2 separate regions of the Gossypium arboreum genome follow, and region 1 is linked to region 2. Evidence: chromatin contacts called from public Hi-C data. All regions are on one chromosome and are shown on one strand. The core of a region is the stretch at or near the end of the contact, and the rest is flanking DNA. Distances in the headings are between cores, read along the strand shown.

Region 1 (3,042 bases), core at 366-2,865, 60 kb after region 2:
GGTTTGGAGTCGTGACCTCGAGGACTTGTAGTTCAGACTTTAAGGCTTGATGTCGTAACGCCACACATTTAGTGTCGCAACTTCAGTGGCAAATTACTCCAAGTTGATTTTTCGATGAAGTTTGCTTCTTTAAGGTGATAGGGAGTCAATGTTGCGACACGCATACACCTATGTCGTGACCCTCACAACAATTGAGGTTCTTATTGATGTTTGGCCATAGTCATCTCCCTACACAAGTTCAAATCAATCATTAGATTCCTAAAAATATAGTTTTACCAATTTGAGTCTCAAAAGAAGTAAAATGTAAGAAAAACTATTATTAACACTAAAAGATAAGAATCAATAAAAAACATTAAAAATACTCGTAAACTACTTGAGAACAAGCTCATTAAATATTTGAGAGAGCCTAATTTGACATATGAAATTACGATAGATCATAAGACTTATGATAAGTTATAATCTTTTTATAATACGTAAATTAAGTAAAAATAATATAAAATTTATAATATATAACCTTTATAAAAAAATATAAAGTGTCAAATAACTTTTATAACTCTTCCTTACAAATAATATGATTTTTTACCATAATTTAAAAAAATTATTTTTTTATAAATAAATTATGATAAATAACTATAACGATTTTTTTAAAGAATAAGTATATTATTTTTATAATCTATATTATGGACACATAATTAAGTTATGCCCATACTTCTTGGCCATAATTTTTATAAATGAATATATTATAATAATATTTTTAGACTAAGAATATATTATAATACTTTTATAACATGTAAATTAATTTTATAATAAACATTTTCACCTTTGAAATTTTTAAGATTTGAATAATATAATATTTATTATAACTTTATAAAATACAAATAGATTATTTTTATAATATATTTTTAGGATTTACAATACAAGAAATTTTTTATAACTATCCCAAACACTTAAAACATATTCATGCTTATAATATGTTTTTATAACTTACACTTGTATAAAATATTTTTTTTAAATTAGATTCGGGTGTACTTCAATTCTCACCTTTAGCTTAGAATTGGAAAGTTACATGGTTTTTCAAACATGCTACCATTGTGTAATTACAAGTAATTACACCTAAATCCAATTATTATGTGGCTTCCGAACACTAACTAAATGTTAACTCTGTTGAAATTTGGTCTTATTTAATTCTTTGAGACTAATGCTCTGTTTGATAAAGTATTGAAAAATTCAATCAACCGAAAATTAATATTTTCAGTATTTAAATTTTTTAAAATATGTTTGATAACCCACAATGAAAACTACTAGATCAAAATTTCTCTACAAAATGTAGAAAGTAATAAGTAGATTACTAGAGAATAAATTCAATAATTTATTTTATTTTTTAGCATTATATTATATTATATCAAACAATCTAATTATATTTAATATTTAACTTTAAATAAAATACCAAATATATTTTATAACTTAATTTCAACACTGAATTTTCACTACTTATCTCTTTAAAACTTAAAATTTCAATTTATCAAGTATAACCCAAATTAAATAATTTATGTACTAATTTGATTTTATCCGTATAATGAAGGGACGTGTGAAATACATTCCCCCACAAATAAATGTGGAATAAAATAATCATTACTTGTATGTATTTTCACAACAAAAACAAAAACCTCCTGCAGGGGCTCTCAGCCAGTCAGCCTTTTAGATTCCCACATTGTATTCATTTTATCCTCGTTTCTCTCCTTTTTTTTCATCCCTTGGCATTTCAGTCCACACGTTTTTCTTTTGTTTCTCATTTGTCAGCCATGGAAGAACTAATCATATCTCCATCTTCATCTTCATCACTAGTTTCATTTTCCCAGGAAACTCCACCTTCAACCCTACAGCAAAGGCTTCAATTCATAGTCCAAAGCCATCAAGAATGGTGGACATATGCCATATTTTGGCAGACGTCAACCGACGACCACGGTCGTTTGTTCTTGGCTTGGGAAGATGGACATTTTCAAGGAACCAAAGACACATCTCCCAAATCAACACCCAACAACAACAACAACAACATGTACAGCATTCAAGGCTTACATAATGAGCGAAGGAATGTTTTGAAAGGACTTCAAGCACTCATCGGAGACAACCATGATATAAATGGTTCGTTGGTCGACGGCACTGATATTACTGATGCTGAATGGTTCTATGTGATGTCATTGACTCGATCTTTCTCTGTCGGTGATGGGGTTTTAGGCAAGGTTCTTAGTACTGGCTCTTTGGTTTGGTTAACTGGTGCTCATGAGTTGCAGTTTAATGATTGTGAAAGAGCTCGAGAAGCTCAATTGCATGGTATCGGAACACTTGTTTGCATACCAACAAATCGTGGTGTTCTTGAACTTGGATCTTCGGATATGATTAAGGAAAACTGGGAACTTGTTCAACAAGTGAAATCCTTGTTCAGGTTCGATCCAAACCTAATCTCGGGTTCAACCCAGTTCCTTGAGAGGACTATCTCCTTTCCAGATATCGGCTTACTAGCCGGCATTGAAGAAGAAAATGGCGGCCCTGATAATAAAACCATAGAAGATTTAAAGCCAGGGCAGCAATCTTCTTATGTGGACTCAGAGAATTCAGATTCCGATGGTGCATTACTTGCCGTGAATAACACCGAGAAGATCAGAACCCCAAAGAAACGTGGAAGGAAACCTGGTCTCCGACGAGATACACCAGTGAACCACGTGGAAGCCGAGAGGCAACGCCGTGAGAAGCTAAACCATAGGTTCTACGCTCTCCGAGCTGCAGTCCCTAACGTGTCGCGCATGGACAAAGCGTCGCTGTTATCCGATGCCGTCACGTACATAACCGAGCTAAAGTCAAAAATCGAAGACTTGGAATCACAGCTTCGGAAAGTGTGTAACGAGAAAGTGAAAGTGGAAACCATTGACGCCATGGATAACCAAAGCACAACCACGTCCGAGGAACAAGCAGCAGCCAGGCCTAGCAATTCATCATCGGCTGCAACTGCTAGGTTTAGTGACCTGCAACTCGATGTCAAGGTTA
Region 2 (3,166 bases), core at 567-3,066:
ATTTATAGCTTACCCATAAAAATAATTTTCAGCATTTTTCTCATCATTATTTAATAAAAGAATTTAAATAAAAGACTAATTTACACATTTCAAAATACATAAAAATTATAATTATCTCCGTACTTTTACCCATTAAAAAGGCTAGACGCCAAGTGATTACACAAATGTTTCATTATTTAGCCATCCAATCATCACTCAATTTAGACCACAAATTTAGTCGTAAAGCACATACGTCACTTCATTTAGCCGCCTACACCTAGTAAATACAAGTTAAAATAGTAGTACACTCTTTATAAATTTAAAATTTAAAATTTAATTTTTATATTTTTATTTTAAAGAGTTTAATCTATTTACCTTTTAAATTTAAAAATTAAAGTTTAATTATTGATATTTTTAATTTTTAACTTGTATTGTATCTATATAACTAAAATAATAGCATTGTAATAAACTTAAATTTTTAAAAATAATAATGTTAACAATTAAACTCATATTTTAAACTCAAAAATTGAAGAACTAAATTTTTAAAATAAAAATAGAGAGACTAAATTCTAAATGTAAACTTAAAATATATTTTACCCTAACAATGCTGATATCAACAATGCTATATAAACCCAAGAGGCCTTACCATTTCAAAAAGCCATCACAATTTAGTTTAAAGTAAAATTAAATCTATTGAAAGGAGCATGCACAAACCATAAAAGTGGACATAATAAAATAGACCAAAAATTAAATTAGTAAAACATGGTATTTAATGGAAAAATTTTATGATTAAAACATTCCACAAGTTATTATATTCTTCATAAATTTAGAATTTAGTCCCTATATTTTTATTTTCAAGAATTTAGTTATTTTATTTTTAAATTTAAAATTGAAGTCTAATTGTTAACACTGTTACTTTTTTTGCTAAATGTTTGGTATGGCAATTTAAAATAAAAAGTTACTCACTTAGTAGCAATTTAACTAAATAAATAAACAACGACAAATCTTGGGACTAAGTTTTGAGGGGCCTAACTAAAATTTCAAAAATTTTGTGAGACTAATGATAATTTTAAAAAGAAAAAGAAAAACTTAATTAAAATTTAAAAATTAAAAGGTATAAAAATAATTTCCAAAAATTTTGGGCACTTTAATATAATAAAATAATTTTAACAGTGTTAACAGTTGGACTTAAATTTTAAAACTTACAAAATAAATGAACTAGATTTATAAAAATAAAAATATAGAAACTAAAATTTAAATTTGTCAAGAGTAGAGTGAGTCATTGTGTATTTTAACCAAAGTTAATATATAATTAAGGCATAAGAAGGGAAGAGGACTGACCCTACACCTATGACTAGTGAGTGGGCAACTTGTTATCAGTTCACGTGGTTGTGGTACACAATAATGACGTTTCTAATAGTCTGAATTTGGACACGTCCTACGTACTACTCTTATTTATATACTTACCTGTCGATGTTTGTAAGGTCTGGCTTCATACATCGAATCCCTCAACTATTTTTAATCGATTAAATGGTTGAATTATCATAAATAATTTTTTAAAATAATATTTACTATAATAAAATCTAAAGTAAGGTTTAATACCAATAAATGTTTATTCTCGAAATTATTTATGAAAATTAATCATTTTCAAAAATAATAATGGGTATAGATTAAAAATCTAAAAATATGTTGACGTGAATGCAATTTCAAGGGATAACCTAAAAAAGTACTTCTACATTAGCACTTTTTTCTTATGTTAGACAAAAGTGTGTTAACGTGAAAATATTTTACTAAAAAGTGTTGATGAGGATGCACTTTTGGCCGTATTTTCCTCAATTATGACCTTCAATAGTTGTTTAAAATTTTGACCGTTGGGCCTCCAACGATTAGGAAAAAGAAAAAGTATAAACCCCCAACATATTTTTTCACACTAAAATTTCTCAAAAAAGCTCTTCAAATTTTTTTATTTTTTTGAATTATTATTATTATTTATAATTTTTAATAAATTTGATCGTGTTAGCAACGGCTTGACAATTAATTAGTCTCGATGATAAACATATCTCCGTTGACCAAATGTAAATGGTAAGGATTAATTTTATTTTTTAATATTATTTAATATTTATTTAATTTTTATAATTTAATTAATATTTTCATAATTTTTATAATAGCCGGTAGATCAATTGTTACAATGTTTTAAATTTTCCTAAACCTTAAACAATTAAAAACATAATACCTTAATTTAAAATTTCCTAAACCCTAATCAAATTCAAAAGCCCTAAACCTAGGCCATATTTAGCAAATAACCCACTGGGGATTACACGGCCAAAAGCGTTTCCACATCAGTGCGCTTTTGCCGGATACAAGGAAAAAAGCACTGATGTGGAAGCATTTTTTTGAGTTATACCCTGAATTTTTAGGTTTTCGGTCCATACCTATTATTATTTTAAAAAACGACCCATTTCTGTAAATAATTTCAGAAATGGGCCTTTATTGGTACTAAATCCTCTAAACTAGCTCTTGCTATAATGATAAATGAATAGATATTAGCAACTATCTAGTTTTTTTTTTCTCCATCATATTTTGTTTTATTAATTTTCTCTTATTGCATTAAAATTTTTAATCTTATTAGTTTTTAAAAATGTTAATTAAAAAAAATCTTTTTTAATATTTTGTTTATTTTTTCACATGATAAGTATGTTATAGGACTAATGCTGCTTACAAATTTTATTTGACACAAAGTCTAAAGTTCAAATTTTGGATAACCTAATGTATTAAAGAAAATCAATATAATTAAGTATGGTACTTTTCTCTTTTGTTTTCTAAAGGGTAATGTTTGTGTCGACGCTATTCGGATTTCCACCCAAGTTTTGCTGGTGTTTAAAATAGAGTATATGCTTGGTTTGTTTTTCAGCTCTCATGTTTATGAGAGTTTTTGTTTATTTTCAATTTGTTAATAGCTTTAGGCTCTATTTAGGTAGATTTGTTGTTGGTGTCACGTTTCTAGCTTGAGTCTATCCCATTGGATGTTACAAATTACCAACGACAAAGTCTCTTTGAGTACTACCTTTTCTAGTAGTTTTTCTATCGCGATCAATTTTTCGTTGGAATCTCGATAGGAGATCCTCAACGACTGTTTGATTCTTAGACTTAGGCTTAAGTGTTGGAATGGTGGTCGACTATTTGACCT

Evidence for each region. Hi-C and Micro-C count contacts between places; a contact is called where the count stands out from the background.
Region 1: a contact with region 2 is called in a Hi-C map of leaf, with 1.7 times the contacts expected there. The contact joins the promoter of LOC108479071 here to the enhancer-like site in region 2. A contact is called at or near these places in 2 of 5 Hi-C or Micro-C datasets (both in leaf).

The regions. Positions count from the first base shown.
Region 1 is chr12:91,872,764-91,875,805 of ASM2569848v2, forward strand. It overlaps LOC108479071 (transcription factor MYC2-like), which reads left to right and starts at 1,616. Exons shown (of 1, transcript XM_017781494.2): 1 at 1,616-3,042. The coding sequence starts at 1,641.
Region 2 is chr12:91,812,830-91,815,995 of ASM2569848v2, forward strand. No RefSeq gene overlaps it. Among protein-coding and RNA genes, the nearest start is that of LOC108479918, 53 kb to the left of the region's middle. Within about 2 kb of position 1,817, at least 1 of the 2 cell types and tissues checked has an H3K27ac peak or open chromatin away from gene starts, as enhancers often do. A contact at or near this core is called in leaf, where this site is marked.